Regions from separate parts of the Mus musculus genome. Here all the other regions are linked to region 3. The links are chromatin contacts, called in public Hi-C, HiCAR-type, HiChIP or PLAC-seq and promoter capture Hi-C maps. All regions are on one chromosome and are shown on one strand. The core of a region is the stretch at or near the end of the contact, and the rest is flanking DNA. Distances in the headings are between cores, read along the strand shown. Region 1 holds the start of Trrap (transformation/transcription domain-associated protein). Region 2 holds the start of Eif3b (eukaryotic translation initiation factor 3, subunit B). Region 3 holds the start of Wipi2 (WD repeat domain, phosphoinositide interacting 2). Region 4 holds the start of Mad1l1 (MAD1 mitotic arrest deficient 1-like 1). Region 5 holds the start of Chst12 (carbohydrate sulfotransferase 12). Region 6 holds the start of Grifin (galectin-related inter-fiber protein). Region 7 holds the start of Smurf1 (SMAD specific E3 ubiquitin protein ligase 1).

Region 1 (2,700 bases), core at 131-2,630, 2.1 Mb after region 3:
ATCTGCCCCTATCCCAGGCTGGTCTCGAACTCAGAAATCCGCCTGCCTCCCCCCCCCCGGCCCCCCCCCCCCCCCCCCCCCCCAGTGCTGTGATTAAAGTCTTGCAGGAACTACTTCACTCTCAGGCGGCTGATCAGCAATAGAGCGCTGGCCTAGTGGATGTGAAGCCCTAAGTTCAACACCCAGCATTGCTGGAAGAGGAAAAATAAAATCTCAGGGAAGGAAGTCCAGCCCTGAAGGCCACACATACACACACACACACACACACACACACACACACACACAGCTGGCCTAGTGGATGTGAAGCCCTAAGTTCAACACCCAGCATTGCTGGAAGAGGAAAAATAAAATCTCAGGGAAGGAAGTCCAGCCCTGAAGGCCACACATACACACACACACACACACACACACACACACACACACACACACACACACACACAGTGAACCAACTGGAGAGGTATTTCGGGTGTCAATCACCCTTCAGTCTGGTTCCTGCGAGGAAAAGGGACACGGGGTTGGGTGTGGAGGCGATGACGAATCTTGAAGCTGCAGCAGCCCAGAGCCCCACCGGCCTAGGTGCTCAGCAGATAGGTCACCCAGGCGATGATTTAAAAGGACAGCACGCCCACCCAAGGCGGCAGACCGCCCCTCCCTGCCCCGCTGCCCGCCCAGGCCGCACCCACTTGGGGGCGGTGCGCCCGAGCTTAGTTCTGGTGGGCGGACGCCGCGGCTTTAAGCCGGGGCGGGACTGAGCGAGGAGCAGCAGCGGCGTCGGCGGCGAGAGTTCTTGGGGACTCGGGCCCGGATGCTGGGGGCTAGTCGGCAGGTCCCGGTAAGCGCAAGGGAGGGCGGGTGAACGGTCCCGGGAGATGCACGCGCGTGCGTGTCTCAGGCGTGGGAGAGAGTCGGTGCAGCACGACGGCTCCACGGAGAAGTGGAGAAGGCTGTCCCTGCTTGACCGAGGTCCTTCCGGCCCCCCAGGAGCCCTCCTAAACTAGATCAGCCACACTGCAGCATTTAGTCCTCCGCGGCGCCGGGCTGCGCTGGAGCGGATGGAGGGACGCGCAGCGCTAGCGGCCGCGGAGGTTGGCCCTCGGCGCTTGCCGTAGCTCAGCGGCCTGCTGGGGGGCAGTCGCTGAGAGTCCCGGGAAGGATCGGCGACAAAAGGAGGGAACCCGAAGGCCGTTTGCGACGCGAAGGGATTGAGTGAGGAGTCGAGGGGGCTGCGGCACCCCACCAAAGCCATCCTGGCATCTGCGGGCCTCCACGCAGGCTCCTGGCTCTCTGGGCCAGACGCTGAGAGTGAAGGTAGCGGCGGCTACGGCGCCCCCTGGCGGCCCGGAGGCGCGTTGTCCAGCCAGCCGGGCGTCGTGGGCGGGGCGGACCCGATGGAGGACGGCGGGCTGTGGGGCCGTTTGCCTTTTCCTTACCTGGGTGGGGACTCCGTGGGCTCGAGGGCATCCAGGCCTGAATCCATATCCTCTCGAAAAGCTCAGAACCTCCTTCCAGAATCCACAGGCGGATAGGGTAGCCCCCTGCTTTCAGGTTCTTGGCCCAGGGAGAAGCTAGGCCTGGTCCCTGGGAGGATCGGGTGGGAGCTCGGAAGTGGCACTTTTACTGAGTGGCTTATAAAAAGGAGATTAAGTGTCGCAAAAGTTTGCGCAGATGATTGGGCTATAGCTCAGAGGGTAGAGTGTCCCCCTAGCACACCAAACCCTGGGTTCGATTCCCCAGAACCTCCTAGCCCTGGGGTGATGGTACACAGGCCTGTCAGGGGTCGGGGCTGGAAGCTCAACAATCAAGGCCAACCGTACATCTACATCAGCCTGCTCCTCCTACCCGAGCTACACAACACCGCCTCCACAGCAGAAAAGCTAGATAAAAAGTTTGGCCAGGATTAGGGCTTCTGTTTTGTTCTTAAGAATGCCTTGACCCTGAGTCTAGTTAATAGTCGGTGAGTATGAGGGACCTCCAGTGTTTGAAGGAGGAACTCTGATAGGAAAAGCAAGAGTTTGCCAAGTCACGGTAGCAAGGCTGATAGTATCCTTAGCTTTTCTCTTCTCTCCCTAGGAACAGGGTCTCTGGTATTATGTAGGCCTGGCTGGTCTAGAACTCACAGAGATCCACAGAGTCCTGGGGTTAAAGGCGTGCACTGGCACACTCAGCTTTTTATTTTTTAAGCATTTGCTTGTTTGTGTATGTGTGTTCGGCATGCATGTGGAGCTAAGAGGTCAGCCTGTGGGACTCAGTTCTCCCCCTCCACCCTGTGGTCACATATCAAGATAGGTCTCCAGGTTTGGCTCCAAGCGCTTTACCTTATGAGCCAGGAGTCAACGTTCCTGTTTTCCAAGTCACTGTGGTGCTTTTAAAGTATGCTTTGGGGCCGGTGAGTTGGTTCAGTGGGTAAAGGTTGCTTGCTGCCAAGCCCGATGACCCGAGTTCAATCCCTGAGACCCACACGGTGGATGGAAGGAACAGACGTCCCACAAGTGGTCCCCTGACTTCCTCATGTGCTGTGTGGCACACACCTTCTTCCACCCCAGTTAAGAAAATGTAATGATAAAAAGCATGCTTTGTGTTTTGTGCCTCGACTGTAGATAAGATCCACAGTCTTTGAGGTAATGCTTAGGAGAATAGTTTATTATTTATACAATACTGGGGGATAAAACCCAGGACAAGGCTCTACCATGATGTAGTGTG
Region 2 (2,702 bases), core at 203-2,702, 2.2 Mb before region 3:
AAATAAATAAATAAATCTTAAAAAAAAAAAAAACCTCAGCCAGCCCAGTACTAACTTATCCATCAGCCCGTGTTCACATGTTTTGTGGTTTAGTCTTTATATCGCACAGGCTGGCATGATCTTTCTGCCTCAGTCTCCCCAGTGCTGGGATTCCAAGTCTATGCTTCCTGGTCAACTAACAGGTCCTTTAAAAAAAAAAAAAAAGGAAAGTTTTGTTTGTTTTTTCTTAGGAATGATCTGGGACCAGAGAGGTGACTCAACTGTTTTTGTTGTTGTTTTGTCTTTTAAATTAGGCTCAACAGTTCAGAGCATTGCCTGCTCTTCTAGAGAGCCTGGGTTCTATTGCCAGCAACGACATGCGGTTCATAATTGTCTACTCTAAGTCCTGCGCGTGATACGATGCCTTCTTTCGGCCTCCGCTTGTACACGGTGCACAGACAGACTTGCTGGCAGAACACTGATACGCATAAAAAAAAATTCGAGTTAAGAGATGGTTGTAAACTACCATATGGGTACTGAGAGCGAAACTTGTGTTCTTAAGCTCTTAGTCCCCTCAACTAGTTCTTATTAAGATTTTCGAAACTTTGAACTGGAAGTATCAAAAATCTTGACTATCTTTTCAAGCAAACCACTCTTGGGGTCCCCCTGGTCACTCCACGAAGGTTCCGTCCCGTCCACCCCACGCTGGCCCACGTGATCGCGCTCTCCCGCGCGTGAAGACCGCAGTCACCGGCAGACAGAATCACAGTGACTTTCACGTCTGGGGCCAACGCTAAATTGCGAGCCGCTGCAGTGAGGATGGCCATTGAGATTAAAGCCGCTCATCACACGACTCTGCATTGTGCGGGCAGTCATTCTTGTGTGTGTTGGCGGCCCCTGGTTGTCGGCGAGCTCCTCGCGTAATTTTGGAACCCTTCGTTCTTTTGCCCCGTCAGTGGACCGGTCTAAAATGCAAGACCTTACGGGGGAGCGAAGCCAGTCATGTCAGTCAAGCAGTCTGTCTGATTAAAAGCAAAGCTTACAAAGAATCATGTGTGGAGCTTTCAGTTGTCTTGGCATTATTTTATGGTCACATATTTTGTCTTCATACAGTTACGCGTGTTAATCATTTGAGAATCCACTTGATGCTCCCCAGATAGTACAGTCCTTCCCCGTAGCGCCCGCTGGGAGAGGCAAAGGAACTTCTACCATCTTGGACGCAACTATTTCTTAGCTAGAATGGGGGAGCCACATATCCTTGTGAATTTATTTGCTACCTTAAAAAACCTTTTGGGCTATAAATAAACTTGCATATCTTGAAACTTATTATTTTAATTGTTTCTAGATTTTTATGCATATCTGAGTTTTCTCGGGCTGATCGTGAGGAATGAGGGCGTGGGTGTCTCCCCCGAGCCACATCTTGGTACGATCCCATCGCTGCACGCACATGGCTCCGCGCTAGCGGCGCGCGGTGACTTCTGGGAGTCGGAAGCAGGGCGGCCGAGCCGGGTGAGAAGCAGCGCGGGCCCATGCAGGACGCTGAGAACGTGGCGGTGCCCGAGGCGGCCGAGGAGCGGGCTGAGCCCGCGAGGCAGCAGCCGGCCTCCGAGTCGCCGCCGACGGACGAGGCGGCAGGGTCTGGGGGGTCCGAAGTGGGGCAGACGGAAGACGCCGAAGAAGACGCCGAGGCCGGACCGGAGCCCGAAGTGAGGGCCAAGCCGGCGGCCCAATCCGAAGAGGAAACGGCGACGAGTCCGGCCGCCTCGCCCACGCCGCAGTCGGCGGAGCGGTCCCCGTCGCAGGAGCCCTCTGCTCCCGGGAAGGCAGAGGCCGTTGGCGAGCAGGCCCGGGGGCACCCCTCGGCTGGAGCGGAGGAGGAGGGCGGGTCTGATGGGAGCGCGGCTGAGGCGGAGCCGCGGGCTCTGGAGAACGGAGAGGCAGATGAGCCCTCCTTCAGCGACCCCGAGGATTTCGTAGACGACGTGAGCGAGGAAGGTAAGGGCGATCGTGTCCCCGGCCAGGGCGCGAGGTCTCCCGGTTACAACGATCTTGTTTCCTCTACAGTGGGGGACCATTTGGGGAGTCCGTTTCTGCGGCAAGCCCTTGCACCTGGGGGTTGGTGGAGGGCAGGACGAACAGGACTATCTGGGGGCATTCCAGTTTCCTGGCCAAGGGTTTCCAGGGTTGACCAGTTGCTGTGTTCCCAATGGTTTCCGTAGTAAGGCATTGCCATCGGACCCAAGCACATTACCAACCTGCTTCCTTTTACTAGGTCGGTACCCTGGACCATTGCTTTTTCACATTGTTCGTTTGGCCGCTTACTTCATGATTTCTTCTATGGTGACTGGCTTTTTAAAGGCATTGTTTCTGTCTACCTGCACAGGAGCCAGATTCCTAAAATCTTTTTTGACAGTTGATAGCATGTGTTCCTCTGCCGTTTCAACTTCACTTGAGCCAGTTCCTTCATGTGTTGGTGTGGCTAATACCAAGGGCCAAAGGGCCTAAGAACACCACTTTTTTTTTTTTTTTTTTAAACGAGACAGGGCCTCTCTATGTAGTTCAGGCTGAAATTGAACTCTTGGTTCTTCTCAGTTTTCACGGTGCTGGTCCTACAGACATGTACTCCCAAACAATTGCTTTTGAACTACCATGAAAATTCAGCGCCCCAATATAGTTGTCAACTTAGAACTTACAATATTTCAAGAGGTCGTCATTTGATGTCA
Region 3 (2,828 bases), core at 252-2,751:
TAGAAGAGTCTGAAAGACTATAAGAGCCAGAGGCACTGGATACTGTCAAGGAAATGGTGTTTTCTGGACTAGCAGGGCAGCTACACACATGAACTCACAGTGGAATATACCAGACCTGTGCAAGCTAAGCCAGGCAAGATGTATGTATAAGAGAGATGGGCATGAAGCCTCACACCTAGCTAAGCTGTTGTTAACTGGTAGCTGCTGGGAACGGGGAATCAATTTCCTTCAAGGGTATGTATGATCTCCGATAGGTCTTCCAGTGGAAGACCATATCCAAAACTATATAGGCAACACAAAATGGAATTGGTGGGTTTAAAAAAGAAAGACTGAAAAAAAAAAAGACATAAAGTTGGGTGGGTAGGGAAGAAGAGTGGATCTGGGTGGTGGTGAGGTTGAATATGATCAAAATGCTTTGCATGAAATTCTTAAAGAATTCATTAAAAAAAAAAAAAAGAAAAGCTGGGAATCGTAGCACATTTAATTCCAGCACCAGAGGGCAGAGGACGGAGGGCAGATGGCCGAGGGCAGTATATTTCTATGCATTGAAGATTAAGATGGTGAGTTCCAGAAGAGCCAAGGTCTCCAAAGGCTAAAGCAAACCATTTTAAAGGCTACTTTAAACAAGCGTGGTGGTGCAGCTCCATAATCTTTTAAGAGGTAAAGGCAGGAAGACCGGGAATTCAAGGTCAACCTCAGCTACAGAGTCCAAAGCTAGCCTAAGATAGATGAGCCCCGATCCAAAGACAACAAACAAAACAAAAACACGAAACAGGAAGGGTGGGAAAGTGTGCGCCATCTTTTCCTCAACAACTTTGCCATCTTTGCCCCTCTGGCTGTACTAACAAAGTTCGACTTTGCTCCCCGCTTAACTGTCCTCAAGGACAGCACACTGCTCTTGGGAACTACCAGCCTCTTGCCTAGAGGTTCAGTTCTAACAGCACAGAACAAGTCTCTCTCTTCTCCAGGACCTTCGCCACCAGAACATTTCTATCTCCTTGAAGGGAAGAAGAGAAAGGAAAGAAGGGAAGCAGCGGGAAGGAGAGAAAGGTGCTTCCCATAGACTGTTGCACGGACCAATACATTTAAAGTAGAATCCTGTCCCAAGGACCGTGACCGCACGCGCCTTTCCAGTCTCAGACCCAACATTTGGCAAATCGTTTGCAGTTCTGCGCCTCGCTTTTCAAATCTGCAAAACGGACGTGCGACATTCTCTTCGAGCAACGCGGTGCGCCAAAGTTCCTAGAACAATGATCAACGACTCAGGACCAACGAGGTAACTCGCCGTTCTCAGACAGCAAGCCCCCGCCCACTCTCCGCCACGCGCAGGCGCACCCACCAGCGCACCTTTATGCATGCGCAGTCGACCGGAAACACCCGCGGATGCCTGCGGCGAAGAGGCGGGGCCTACGCAGCGGGCCTGCGCGGAACGCCGCCGTGCGACGCGAGGGTGGGCGGGACCGCGCAAGCGCGCAGCCCGTCCCGGCTCTGGAGCATAAACAAGAGTGGGGACGGGATGAGGCGGCAGTTGGTCCCCGCGCAGCGAGAGGCGGCGAGCGGGGCGACCTGCCGGACCGGACGTCGATCCTGAGTGTAGCGTGCTCCCGCGGGCCGCCCGAGTCGAGCTGCGCGCGCTCCCGCCAAGGGGGGTCCGAGGCCGTCGCGCGCTCGCAGCCATGAACCTGGCGAGCCAGAGCGGAGAGGCCGGCGCCGGCCAGCTGCTGTTCGCCAACTTCAACCAGGATAACACGTAAGGCCGGGCGCGGACGCGGGGCCGGGGCAGAGACCAGGGCTGGTCAGGTTGAGGGGTATGGGCGGGGGGCGTGCTGAGCCCGCGCGGCCGCTCGAGCGCTGCTGCCTCCTGGGCCGGGGGAGGTGATGGAACTCGGGGTGCCCCCATCCACCTGTCCTGAGACCTGGCCTTTCGCAAAGTTAGGAAGGAACTGTGCACGCCGGTTTGCGCCTGTCACCCGGACTCGGTTTTGCGGCCATCCTGGGCATCGCCCGCCTCCCCCTTTCTATACATCTGTATCCTCACTGCTTCTGTCGCTTTTCATGGCTTTTCTTTTTCTGTTTGCTTATTTCTTCTCTGCCGACCTTTCTGGCAAGTAACTTTGGTCTCCTCCAAAAAAGGACCAAACGGCAGTAGTAATCCAGGCCTTCGATCTGAGACTTTATCCTCAAGGGGTCTGGGAGCTTCAAAAGGGGGTGAGGTGGGCTATTCCTGGGGTAAAAAAGAACCTTCGTACCGGTCCACTGTTTTACCGGACTGAACTCCTGTAGTTCCCCATCTGGTTCTTCAAGGCTGCCTCGTTGGCATACCTGGAAGGTAGGTAATAGATGAGGTTTCTGATGAAGGATGGATGAGTTATGGGACTGGAAGGGAGAAGAGCCATCTTGGGAAGTGAGTAAGAGGAAGTGATGTAAGAGGAGGAGGAATGGGTCACTTGGCATCACACTAAGTAGTTGGTCGCTACTGGCACAATAGCATTAGCAAGGCAGGGACTGAGGCTTTTGTTTTTCCTCACTTAAAAGTTAGATTGGAGAATGGCAAGTACCTGTGTGGAGGGAGGTGCAACAGGTGCTCAGTTGGACCTTTAGACGAGCTCAAGAAGGAGGTGCTGTCCTGAAATTGGGACCAGCCACAAATGAGACTGTGAAGTTCAGAAAGGGCTAGAGTCTGTCAGGATCTTAAAGTTGGCTAATAGTGGGATGGGGCAGGCTTGGGTTCTCATCCCCTGAGGTTGCTCTCCTGGTGTTCTTTCCGTTGTAACACACTGGGTCTTTTCTACATTAGAACAGAATGCTAAAGACACTGAGTCCAGAAG
Region 4 (2,700 bases), core at 166-2,665, 2.3 Mb before region 3:
GCCTGGGTTATACAAAAACCTAAAAATACAGCTAGACCCAATCTCAAAACGGGTGTGTGTGGGGGGGGGGGGTAACTTTGCAGAAATTTCTTCTGAATTTCCCACTTACAAGAACCGTGGTGTGCACCCCAATTACACATATGACAAAGCGAAGCTAGTGGCCAGGTGGACAACAGGCACAGTGGGAGAAGTGGGCCTTTGCTCACCAAGACACACTTTCTGTCCTCCCTCTTCGGACCAACACAAGAACTCTGCCATTAACACACAAGAATGAAGGGCTGCGGTTTCAGAAGCCACGACACCACACAGGTAACTAAAGCGCCACCTCAAGTTGTACCCTCTCCACAAGAACCCTGAACTTCCAGACAGCAGACTTTCCAGGACACCAGCTGCTCTGGATGGCTCCTGAGTTAACAGGGACACACACACCTTCTTTCTGGTTTCAGCCAAGGGACAGCCTGAGAACCTAGCACTTGGTGACACAGGTCTGTCATCCCAGGTACTCAGAAGGCTGAGACAAATTCAAGGGCTGGTGGCAAGTTCAAGATCAGCCCGGAAAACTTGGGAAGCCCCATCACAGAATAAAAATTAAGAAGAAAAAGTAAGGATTGGGCTGAGGAGGCAGCAGAGTAGGTGACTGCTTAGCGTACTGCTCTGCGAGAATGGGGACTGAAAACAACTCAATCTGTAAAGGCACTTTAGGGCAAGACAAGACAAGCAAGGTTCCATCTTTAGGACCCATATGGAAGAAGAAGAGAATTAAGTTATCCTCCAACCTCGACAGGAAGCCTGGTATATATATGCAAACACACACAAATCAATTAATTAGCCGATTAATTAATTTTTAAAAGGACTGGGGACATAGCTCAGTGGTAGAATGCATAAGTTCCTTGGTCAATCAACAGTACTGCCAAAAACAAACAGACAGACAGACAGACAGACAGACACACACACACACACACACACACACACAGTGGGCCTGACATGCGACTCAGCGCTCACCGGGGCTTGCCACCAAGACTGGTCAACCTGAGTTCGATCCCTGGGACCTACAAAATAACCGACTCCAACCCCGGGAGCCCTTCAGCCCACAGTGGGCCACGCTGTCCCCTCCGCCCCCGCCCCCGTCCCGGTCCCGGTCCAGGCCCGCCACCCCAGGCTCTGCAGCGGGACACCGGGGTGGGAGACCGTCCAGAGCGGCCCCGGGAGGGAGACACGGGGGACCCGGCAAAGGGAAGGCGCGCGACAGGACCGACTCAGAATGCATGCGTGTCGATGGCAGCAGACAGCTCCCTCCCGTGGCCTCGTTACGGTCGGGCAGGGCGCGAGGCGCCTGGGGCGCTCGCAGATCCCGCCACCGGGTCCCTTACCTCAGTTGAGGAGCCCGGTGCTGCAGCAGCCGCTCAGATCTCCCTCCTCTCCGCCGGTGTCTATATATCGCGAGACTTCCGCCGGGGTCTCGCGAGATCTGAGAAAACGGCCCGTAAAGAATTAAATATGTGCTCCACGGGCGTAGCCTGAGAACAAACCGCAGTCCCGCCAGGGGACCCGGAACCAAACTGGGCCCGGCTGCCTGTCCCGCAGGGCGCTCTTCCACTGCCCCGGGGTGCGCCGTAATGTATGGAATAGCACCGCGCAGGAGGAAAGGTTTGTTTGTTTTTGTTTTTGAGACAATGTTTCTCTGTGTAGCCTCGAACTCACAAAGATCCACCCGTGCCTGCCTCTGCCTCCCTGGAATTAAAGGCTTGCCGCACAACTGCTGGGCACGCTCGGAAAGGGAACAAAGTTTTGGAAAGTTGCGTTGCCTCTGAATCTTGCCACTTTGTATACACAGGTTGTTTTGTTTGGGCACTGTTTTGATTGGTTAGCTTGTTTCACTTTCTTTCTTTTGTGAATGAGAAGTCCTGGGAAGAAGTCCTTCACGTTGCGGGTCCAGAGCCTGATGAAATTTGTCTAGGGGCTATGTCTTTAGCCTCCTTCCTACCCGTTGCTTTCCTGCCTCTGCGTCAGCTCTAACGTGTTGTGACTAATGAATAAAAACCTCTTGGAATAAATTAAAACCCGGTTTCTACCAACCAAAATCCCCCGGACAGCATCAGAAGCATATAGCTGGTATTTCTCTTTGGTGTAACTGCCTACTTAAATCTTCCAACAGGCCGGTTTTTTATGTTTTATTATTTTATTTTGTGTATGGGTGTTTCATGTGCATGCATGATGTCCATAGAGACCAGATGAGGTCAGCAGAGCCTCTGGAACGGGAGTTAGATGTCTGTGAGCCAACATGTGTGTGCTGAGCACTGAACCTGGTGATCTTAACCTGAGCCATTTCTCTGGCCCACCACCAATGGCTTGGTTTGCTTTGGTTGTTTGGTTGTTTTTGTTTTGGGTTTTTTAAATAATTTTATTTATTGATATTAATAAATAATATTAATAAATAATAAACAATTTATTTATTTAATACATTTGAGTACACTATAGCTGTCTTCAGACACTCCAGAAGAGGGAGTCAGACCTCATTACGGATGGTTGTGAGCCACCATGTGGTTGCTGGGATTTGAACTCAGGACCTTTGGAAGAGCAGTCAGTACTCTTAACGGCTGAGCCATCTCTCTAGCCCCTTGTTTGGGGTTTTTTTAAGACAGGGTTTCCCTGTGTAGCCCTGGCTGTCCTGGAACTCAAGGCTAGCCTCAAACTTACAGA
Region 5 (2,859 bases), core at 323-2,822, 2.1 Mb before region 3:
TCACAGATGATTTTGAACTTCTGATCCTACTGCCTACAATTCCTGAATGCTGGGGTTGCAGATGTGTGGCATCATGCCTTGTTTATACATTGATAGAGATGGAGCCCAGGGCAGAGCAAGCATTCTACCCCCCCTGAACCACACCTGAGCCCTCGAACTTACAGTTATAGATTGAATTGTGTTCTATCTTCCAGCCCCAAAAGGAAAGAGATGTTGGTGCTCTAGCTCCTAGTGCCTTAGAGATGACCTTATTTGGAGACTGAGCCAGGAGAATGGTAATGAAATGAGGTCATGGGATAGTCCTGATCTTGTCTGGCTGTGCCCTTATGAAAATGGAAATCTGGGCTGAAGTACGCAAAAGGGAGGTAAAGAGAAGGGCTGGAAGATGCTCCTGCAGGGCTCTCTGCAAGAACCAGCCTGCTTGCTACCTCAACTCCTGGCATCTGGCCTGCAGAACCCTAGGAAAAGAGCTGTCCATAGTTGAGGCTGGGTCTGTGTTACAGTTAGAGCAGCCTGAGCAGGTCACACGCACACATGGCAACCCAGGGGACTCAGCTGTAGGTTTTGAATCCTAGTTAGTAAGATGGGATCATCTGCCACCAGAATATAATAAATCTTCCTAGGTTCTGTCCTCTGCCATTCTGTGTCATACTGCTACAGAAAGAGGCTTCTAACCCTAGGCACTGGGAGAGCCCGTTGGCTCGGAACCAGTCCCCTGCTTTGGGAAGGCAGCTCAGTGCTGGGATGTTAAGTGTGCGTCACCACGCTAGCTTTCTTTTGCAGGTGCATGTGTGCACCTCATGTGTGATATGTGGGACTCAGAGGACAACCTCAGGCACCTTCCAACTTCTGTTTGAGACAGAGCTTCTCTTTTGTCTGAAACTTCACCATATAGAGAGGGCTAGGGAGCCAGCAAGCTCCAGACTCTCTCTCTGCCTCCCGGTCTTGCCATACAGGCAAGCACCACGGAGCCTGGCTCACGAGCATGGGCTGTTCACAGGTTCTGTGGATCTGACCACAGTTTCTCACCTTTGTGAGGCGAGCACCTCATTTACCCACTGAATCCTCTCCCCATACCTTGTTTGTTTGTTTGTTTGTTTGTTTTTGAGACAGGCTCTCATTAAGTACGGCTAACCTGGAACTTCCTATCCTACTGCCTCAGCCCCTCCCGTTCCTCCCTCCCCCCTGCCAAGTAGCTGCGGTGACAGCTTGCACCATGCCTGGCTCTCACTAAGAGCTTTACCTGCATGGTCTCTCTTAAGCCCCATAAACTCTGACAGGATTGTCAGCTTGCACAGCCCACGTTGCAAGTTCAAACTGCGAGACAGGCAACGCCCCTTGAGATCAGCCACGCCCCCACTCCGGATTGGTTGCTGCAAAAGGGGCGGGACGCTCAGGGATGGTGGGTGGGACCAATCTCTGGCCGTAAATAAGGTGCCACATGGCACTGGCTGGCGAGGGCAGGAACGGGGAGAAGTGCGCAAGCGCATCCAGAACGGGCGTAGTCCCGCTCGTTAGCTCTCGCGAGAGGATGGAGGGAGGTCTGCCTGGGGGCGGAGCCGCGCCTCGGGCGGGGCTGCTAGCGGGAGGAGGCGATTTCGGCTGCAGAATCAGCATCACCAGCAACAGCAGCAGCGGCGGTGACTGTGGCGGGCGCTAGGTGAGGAGCGCAGGCTCGAGCAGAGCGAGGGGTGCGTAGGAGTCCCGAGTCCTAGGGTGGGGCGATGGTCCATGGTTTGGCGATGCAGATTGGTACCTCCTTCTGCCTGGCTTAGGCAGCTCCCACGTGGTCCCGGGTTCGAATCCCAGTTCTGTCCAGCTGGCTGTGTAACCTTAGCCAAGCGTGCACCTTCTCTGAGCCATCTTCTTGTGCAGCCCTGCAGAATGCGTGGAGGAAGGTGTGGCCACTTGGCCGACCTCCTTTGCAGTAGTAGCGGCTGGCTCGGAGGTTGGGAAAACACCTTCCCAGTTTTGCCTCTGGCTGTTTGGGTGTCCAGGCGAGAAAGCAATTGTTCAGAGACTGTTGTGCTGCAGTGTCCCGGCCAGACCTTGCAGGAGGCTGTCTCCGAAGCCAGGTTTTGTACCGAGCAAGCACTGGCCCCACATCTCACCCCAGTCTACTGAGCATCCTCCTGCCCTGTGCATTGCTGCGGGTGCCCCCAGCAGCAGCCTCATGCCTGGTGGGCCACAGGAAGCCGCGCATTAGTGGCTAACAGTAGGACCTATCTTCTCTTTGGGCTTCTGGCCACGAAGACATCGCTGGCAGACCTTGGGTTCCTTCCGCACATCCGCCTAGCTGTCGCACAGAGAGCTGTAATGTTTGCACCCTTCTTAAATTATTTATTTTATAATCCCACGCTGCGCTGGGAGCCCCGGAATTGAGTGGGAATGTCACCCTCGGGGGAGAACGGGGCTGTGAGCCTTCCATTGCTGGGACAGCACCGTGTGGCTCCAGCCTAGGTAACATGAGTTAGGGCCCTGTTTCCGGGTGTGAAGGAGAGAAAAAAGATTGTTGGGAAACTGCTATGTGCTGGGTATGATACTGCAACTTCGCGAGTTGCCTAAGGTGGAGCGAGTTGCCTAAGGTGGAGCGTGGTGCCAGTTCTTGTGAGCTTAGGCAAGAAGATTGCTGTGAGTTTGAGGGCAGCCTGGGCCGCATAGTGAGGTTCAGGCCAGCCTGGGCTACAGGGTAAGACTCAGACTTAAAACAAAACAACACAAAAATTACAAAAGGGCCTGCCTGTACCTTCATGTTTAATTTCCTTGCTAGGATCTGGGGCTGAGCTTGCTTGTACCCGTATTGTCATGTCGCTTTCGTGGGTCTGCATCTTCAGTTTCCTGCTGTAAGGGCAAACCACC
Region 6 (2,700 bases), core at 18-2,517, 2.1 Mb before region 3:
ACCCAACAGCAGCCAAGTGTGAGCCAGGACTATTCATTCAGCTTGGCTCCTCTTTGTCTCTCTGTCTCTGTCTCTCCCTCTCTCCCTCTCTTCTCTCTCTTCTCCACGTGTTCTCAGCCAGCCTCTACCTTTCTTCCTCTTTCTGTCTTCTCTCCTCTGTCTTTCTGTCCTTCTCTGCCCCCTTTTCTCTGCCACTATCCCCTTTCCACGTTGCCTTCCTTTCCCTCCAATAAACTTCATTTTGTACTAGGCCTGTTGCACGGTGCTGATTCCTCGGGGGGGGGGGGGGGGACGGGGACGACGACACATTGGCCTGGCCCACCAAGGTGCTCATTGGCCTGGCCCACCAAGGTGCTCCCTCCTGCCGCATTTTATAAAACACAACCCTGGCTACTTGGCAAAGCATGGTGTGGACCACCTGGTCCTGAGTTCCTAGCTGGGGATCCCTCTTTTCACCAAGAGAAGGTGGTTAGTAGCCAGAGAGAGAGAGACACCCTGTGAACAAACTCCGTGAAAGGAGGCCACTCGGCCCAGCAGGGTGCACCAGCCCATGCATTTATCCTCCGCAGTCCCTGTCTTCACGGGTCCTAGGTGTCCCACCCCACCTCTCCTTCCTCCCACAGACCCCATCACCTCAAAGGGCTCTCCCAGAGTCAGTGGGAATATGCTGGACACCTCCTCCTGCCCCCACCGTCCTCCCTGGAAAGCATTGCCCACCACCGTGGCGCTGGAGAATCGAGGTTTGACGTGGAAGGCGATGTCTCCGGCGTCTGTTAAGAAGTTGATCTCGAACCTATGGGTGGAGAGTGTGATTAGGGTCAGGAGTGTGGCTGGAGGGTCCCGACCCCAGCGAGGGAGGCTCTTACTTCTCTTCTCCAGCATCTGCATGTCCCTGGACAGTCAGGCTCCAGCCAGGGGCCAGACCCCCTGCACAGAAGGCTTCGAACTGAAGGCAAAACACAGGGGACAGAGCCCCAGAGGGCTGCAACCTCCTTCCTCCCCATCAAGTGTGCTGTTTATTCAGGGACACCGGCTCCCACCAAGCCCAAGCCTCTACTTCCATGTTGCTCTGGGTGTGGTGGTCCAACCTTACCCCCACAGCCTCTCTGCTTGGGGGCTGAGGAGAAGCTATAAACATTCCCAGCTCTATAGTGGAGTAGGTGGCCCCACCAGGCGCCCACCCCCCCACTCCACTTCCTTCTCCAGCATTTGCAACCTCCCTGGGCTGTGGATCTTACCCACCTGCAGTGTCATTGCCCTCAGCCACTGGGTGTGGGGATGAGGCAGCTGGAGATATAGCAGAGCCCGCTGGGGCGGGGCATGGGGGCCCCACCTCTAGGGGCCTTGTCTGGGTCACATGGACCTCTGTGCCCCATTTTTCCTCCCCCCTCAGGCTAACCCTGCTGGAGAGGGGGCTGGGTACATGGCTTAGTGGCAGCGCTCTTGCCCTGGGTTCATCAGTGAATACACTGGTCCTTTCAACATACTTCCCCAGGTCTACCTAGCTCTGCCACCAGCACTATTCAGGGTCTTGTGCACATCTGGGGATACATCACCCATCTTTGTAGGGAGGGTGTAACCAGGGCCCCCCCCAACTCCCATACTCCAGAGCCTCACACTGACCCCATCGGTCTCAAAGAGTGAAGAAAGTGTGTCCTCCTATAGAACCCTGGCTGACCTTATGACCTCAGTCTGACCATCCATCAACTGTCTACCATACTGGGAATGTGTCCCTGATCCAGTCCCCTTCCATCCCAGGGCTGCCCCGCTGCAGTGGCTCAGTGGCCTCAAGGGGATGAATGGGGATTAGGCCTGGCTCTGCTCAGCACATTCCAGTGTCCAGTCTACAGATGGGGAGGGCCTTTCCCACACCCCCACGCCTCTCCTGGCCGGCTGCCTCTTGGGCTGAGCCAATGAGAAGGATCCACTGGGGCCCTCGAGGCCACCTCAAGGATGGAGGAGAGAAGCCCAAGTCTGTGGGGGCGGTTATGGGGGCCTCTGGGACTCTCTGAAGGGGGAAGTTGGGTCACAGTGTAGCTGTGGTGGGGGCCCAGAGCCTTGGGGGTAAAGCCTGCAGATGAGTGTGTAACAAGCACGTGTCTCCTTTTCTCCTGTCCCCGTGGGTCCCCTCTGCCACCGTTCTTCTCTCCAGGCCCTGGCAGGGCTGAGCCTCTGGCCTGCTTTGCCTCTTCCCAGATACCGCTGCACGGATGGACACAGTCTGGCAGGGAGCTATGGGTACCAAGGTCAAGCAGGACACAGAGATGGCTCACTAGCATGGCAGGGTTGGCTGAGCCTGCAGGGGGCAGCCCAGAGCAACAGAGATTCCCTGGGGTGAGCCTGCTGGACCTGCCTGGCTGGGTGCAGAGTCTGCAGACCCCACATGCTCACCTTCCTGGAGGGCCATGGGGAAGAAGTACCATCAGTAAGTGCTTGCTGCGCAAGTAGGGGGATCTGAGTTTGATGCCCAGCACTTGTGCAAGGCACAGAACACAGTGGTCTGTGCTGGGGTCTCCAGCCAGCCAGTCAGGAGACCCTGGCAAGTCCCAGGTCCCTGTGACAGTCTCTCAAAACCACACACACTAAAGCCCTGGGCCGCAGGGCCCACTAGGAGACTGCAGGCCGGCTTCATGGCTTTCCCCTTCTCCTTTCCCCTATGTAGGGATGCTGCTGGGACGAGATGTCCATCTTCAAATTCTC
Region 7 (2,700 bases), core at 25-2,524, 2.3 Mb after region 3:
AGAGCGGTGGAGGTGCAGCGAGGGGGCGGGATCTACATGAAGTTGAAAGGTGTGTGGCTATGTACAAGGCCTGAAGAAAAGCAGGCAGGGGGGTAGGTGTGGATCAGAGGGTGCTGGGGCGGTGTCAAGAGAGGACACTAGAGGGGACCGGTGGAGGGCCCCGAGGGGTGGTACCTATATGCAGCTGAGGGTAGGTGTGGGGCAGAAAGGAGAGGGGGGGGGGGAGTCCTGTAGTGGAGGAGCTAGGGGGCGGGACCTGATCCAGAAGGGTAAAGTTAGGGGCAGAGGGAGAAAGCTAGGGGGCGTGGCCCATATGCAACTGATGGTAGGTGTGGGCAGATAGAGTAGTGTGGGCAGGGGGGGATAGGCAAGAACCTGAAGAGAAAGGAGCCAGAGGCGGGGCCAAGAGAATCAGCCACAGGGGTGGAATCTATGATAGAGGGATGAACAGCAAGCCAGGCTTAATGCAGAAAAGGCAGCTGCCTGGGCCTGCAGAGCAAGCAGGGGGCGGGGAATGATGCAGAGGGAGGAGCCATAGGGCGGGTCGCCAAAGCTACAAAGTAGTCAAGGGGTGGAGCCTGTGAGGGGGAGGGGGAGTCTGCAGAAGAGTCGAGGGCTGAGCCTAGTTAAGGGGGCGAGTCTGCAGATCGGAGAGGCGTGGCTTGATGCAGAGGGAGGGCGGGGCTGCCGCAGCGGGGCGTGTCCTGATGTGCCAGGGGCGGGCCCTGATGCAGAGGGAGGGGACGGGGCGGCAGGGGCGGCGCCTGCAGAGCACCCGGGGGGCGGGGCCGGGAGCGCGAGCGAGGGGCGCACGCCGTAGGGGGTGCAGCGGTCCCGGGACAACGGCCGGTGCAAGGGGGGGGGGGGGGGAGGGGGCGGGGCGGGAGTCCGCAGGGTCCCTGGGACAGTCTAGGGGCGCGAGGGCCGCGGCCCTGTCGTGCCTACCTGTCAGACGGATCTTGATGCTGGAGCCGTTCCTACGGGTCCCGGGGTTCGACATCTCCCGCCAGCGGCCGGCCGGCCTCGGATCCAGTGCCGCCGCCCCCCAGCCCGGCCCGGCCCGGCCCCGCCGCCGCCTCAAGGTTACGGCCACGGGCTGGGCGCCGGGGTCCGAGCCGGGACGCCGAGTGCGCGGCGCAGGCGTTGGGCCGGAGACCACGGGCTGGAACCGTAGAACCGAGCGCTCGGCCGCGCCGCCGCCAGGAGCCGCCCCTGGCTGGCCCAGCCCGGAGCCGCCGCGCTCGCAGCCGGACGCCCGCCGCCCTCGCTGCTTCCGCCGCCGCCTCCCGAGCTGCGCGCGCCCGCCGCCTTGCCGGCCCGGCCCTGCGCGGCCTCGCGCTTGCGTGTGTGCGTGCGTGCGCGCGCCCGAGCACGGCGCTACGCGGACCGCGCTTGTCCTGGGCGCGCGCAAGGGGGTCTGGGGGAGCTGCAAGGTTCCTGCAGCCGGCGGGGAGCCTTGAAACAGACACCACCGTGGCCACCACCGCCCCACACACGTAGACGACACACACGCACACACAAGCGGCGCAGTCGGAGCTGGTTCTTAGTCACAATCTCAGAACCAACTGATTTGCTTGTGCGACGATTTGGGGGAACCGATTGTTTCTTCAGTGTCGGACTTTTCAAAGCTCCTGATGGAAGCCAGGGTGTTGCATGAAACCCCAAGAACCGTGCGCGCGTGCGCGCGTGGGTACACACTAGATCCTGCAAGTTCCAAGGGAAGACTTCCCGCAGTGATCGAGTGTCGGATGTGCCCTGTGCAACTGGTGTATTCGATTGACAAAGTGGCTAGACTCAGAGGAAGTGCGGCATATGGACCAGCTAAACAAGATGAAGGATGTAAATGGAGAGGTGGTGGTTTTGTGGATAGGAACCTGCATGCAACTGAACTAACCCAGAGAAGTAAGCAGTCGGGTTTTCGAGTCCCTGCCTTCTGATGAACCCACCCCCAAACCCCCAGAGTGTCAGGCCGGTAAAAAGTAAAAGCCGGGCTTTCTTTCCCCAGCAAGCAAACCAATCTCTATGGTAACGCATTCTAGAGAGGAAATAAAAGGTTCTTGAAAAGGCTGCGTATATTTACCAAACTCCCATCCGACCTGAACTTAATTCACTTCATGGGCAGACTCTATGGTTCTTCCTTAGAACCAGCTACCCACAGCGTTTGACCACCCTCTTTGGAGACAGGGGCTCATCTGTAGCTGAGGCTGACCTCAAAACTGTGATTCCCCCTACTCAGCCTCCGGAGCGCAGGGATTACAGGCTTGTACCTGTTCTTGTCCTAGGCAGTTTGGTTTTATGAGCCTGTGCAGCCCAGACTATTTAATAATGGAGGGAAAATATCTTAAGAATAGGATCGTGTATGGGCAACGGTTAATCCAGACTCTAACTCTGCTTCCATTTCTAAGCCGTTGTCGCTGAGAGCGAGACCCTAGGTTGGAATAAATCCATTTAGGAGTCTTTGATTGGTGTTGGGAGAATAGCACCATTGGTAAGGTGTTCGATGGTGCAAGCACAAGAAGCTAAGTTTTGTGAGGCTTTTTTTTAGATATTTCTGTTACCTATATAGGAGTGTTTTGTGTGCGTGTTTGTATGTGTGCATCACAAGGTGCTGGATCTGGAGCGGGTGTTTGTGAGCCACCGTGTGGGTGCTGGGAACTGAACTTAGGTCCTCTGGAAGAGCAACGTGTGCTCCTAACTGTT

The links. Promoter capture Hi-C pulls out the DNA fragments that hold promoters and counts their contacts. Hi-C and Micro-C count contacts between places; a contact is called where the count stands out from the background. HiCAR-type assays count read pairs that join an accessible place to other places. HiChIP or PLAC-seq counts read pairs in DNA pulled down with a chosen protein or histone mark.
Region 1: a contact with region 3 is called in an H3K27ac HiChIP or PLAC-seq map of thymic regulatory T cells, with 10 times the contacts expected there. The contact joins the promoter of Trrap here to the promoter of Wipi2 in region 3. A contact is called at or near these places in 2 of 39 promoter capture datasets (liver and pre-B cells), 1 of 484 Hi-C or Micro-C datasets (CD4 T cells) and 1 of 115 datasets of contacts at active chromatin or transcription factors (thymic regulatory T cells).
Region 2: a Hi-C map of B cells shows a contact between it and region 3, with 7 read pairs. The contact joins the promoter of Eif3b here to the promoter of Wipi2 in region 3. A contact is called at or near these places in 1 of 39 promoter capture datasets (pre-B cells), 1 of 484 Hi-C or Micro-C datasets (B cells) and 1 of 9 other capture datasets (liver).
Region 4: a contact with region 3 is called in a promoter capture Hi-C map of liver, with 6 times the contacts expected there. The contact joins the promoter of Mad1l1 here to the promoter of Wipi2 in region 3. A contact is called at or near these places in 2 of 39 promoter capture datasets (liver and pre-B cells) and 1 of 9 other capture datasets (adipose tissue).
Region 5: a contact with region 3 is called in a promoter capture Hi-C map of pre-B cells, with 4 times the contacts expected there. The contact joins the promoter of Chst12 here to the promoter of Wipi2 in region 3. A contact is called at or near these places in 4 of 39 promoter capture datasets (the 3T3-L1 cell line, embryonic stem cells, liver and 1 more), 2 of 484 Hi-C or Micro-C datasets (CD4 T cells and embryonic stem cells) and 2 of 115 datasets of contacts at active chromatin or transcription factors (astrocytes and extraembryonic endoderm stem cells).
Region 6: a contact with region 3 is called in a HiCAR-type map of astrocytes, with 9 times the contacts expected there. The contact joins the promoter of Grifin here to the promoter of Wipi2 in region 3. A contact is called at or near these places in 1 of 39 promoter capture datasets (pre-B cells) and 1 of 115 datasets of contacts at active chromatin or transcription factors (astrocytes).
Region 7: a Hi-C map of B cells shows a contact between it and region 3, with 6 read pairs. The contact joins the promoter of Smurf1 here to the promoter of Wipi2 in region 3. A contact is called at or near these places in 1 of 484 Hi-C or Micro-C datasets (B cells) and 2 of 9 other capture datasets (adipose tissue and liver).

What each region holds. Positions count from the first base shown.
Region 1 is chr5:144,767,414-144,770,113 of GRCm38.p6, forward strand. Trrap (transformation/transcription domain-associated protein) reads left to right here and starts at 1,381. Exons shown (of 71, transcript NM_001081362.2): 1 at 1,381-1,434.
Region 2 is chr5:140,417,853-140,420,554 of GRCm38.p6, forward strand. Eif3b (eukaryotic translation initiation factor 3, subunit B) reads left to right here and starts at 1,453. Exons shown (of 19, transcript NM_133916.2): 1 at 1,453-1,974. The coding sequence starts at 1,509.
Region 3 is chr5:142,628,083-142,630,910 of GRCm38.p6, forward strand. Wipi2 (WD repeat domain, phosphoinositide interacting 2) reads left to right here and starts at 1,502. Exons shown (of 12, transcript NM_178398.4): 1 at 1,502-1,750. The coding sequence starts at 1,677.
Region 4 is chr5:140,320,137-140,322,836 of GRCm38.p6, forward strand. It overlaps Mad1l1 (MAD1 mitotic arrest deficient 1-like 1), which reads right to left and starts at 1,416. Exons shown (of 18, transcript NM_010752.3): 1 at 1,371-1,416. It also overlaps a transcript of Nudt1 not described here.
Region 5 is chr5:140,504,037-140,506,895 of GRCm38.p6, forward strand. Chst12 (carbohydrate sulfotransferase 12) reads left to right here and starts at 1,573. Exons shown (of 2, transcript NM_021528.3): 1 at 1,573-1,660. All of the region lies in intron 4 of Gm38728 (a long non-coding RNA gene), which reads right to left.
Region 6 is chr5:140,563,800-140,566,499 of GRCm38.p6, forward strand. It overlaps Grifin (galectin-related inter-fiber protein), which reads right to left and starts at 1,268. Exons shown (of 5, transcript NM_030022.1): 1 at 1,243-1,268; 2 at 867-946; 3 at 634-793. The coding sequence starts at 1,254.
Region 7 is chr5:144,964,556-144,967,255 of GRCm38.p6, forward strand. Smurf1 (SMAD specific E3 ubiquitin protein ligase 1) reads right to left here and starts at 1,275. Exons shown (of 18, transcript NM_001038627.1): 1 at 946-1,275. The coding sequence starts at 1,000.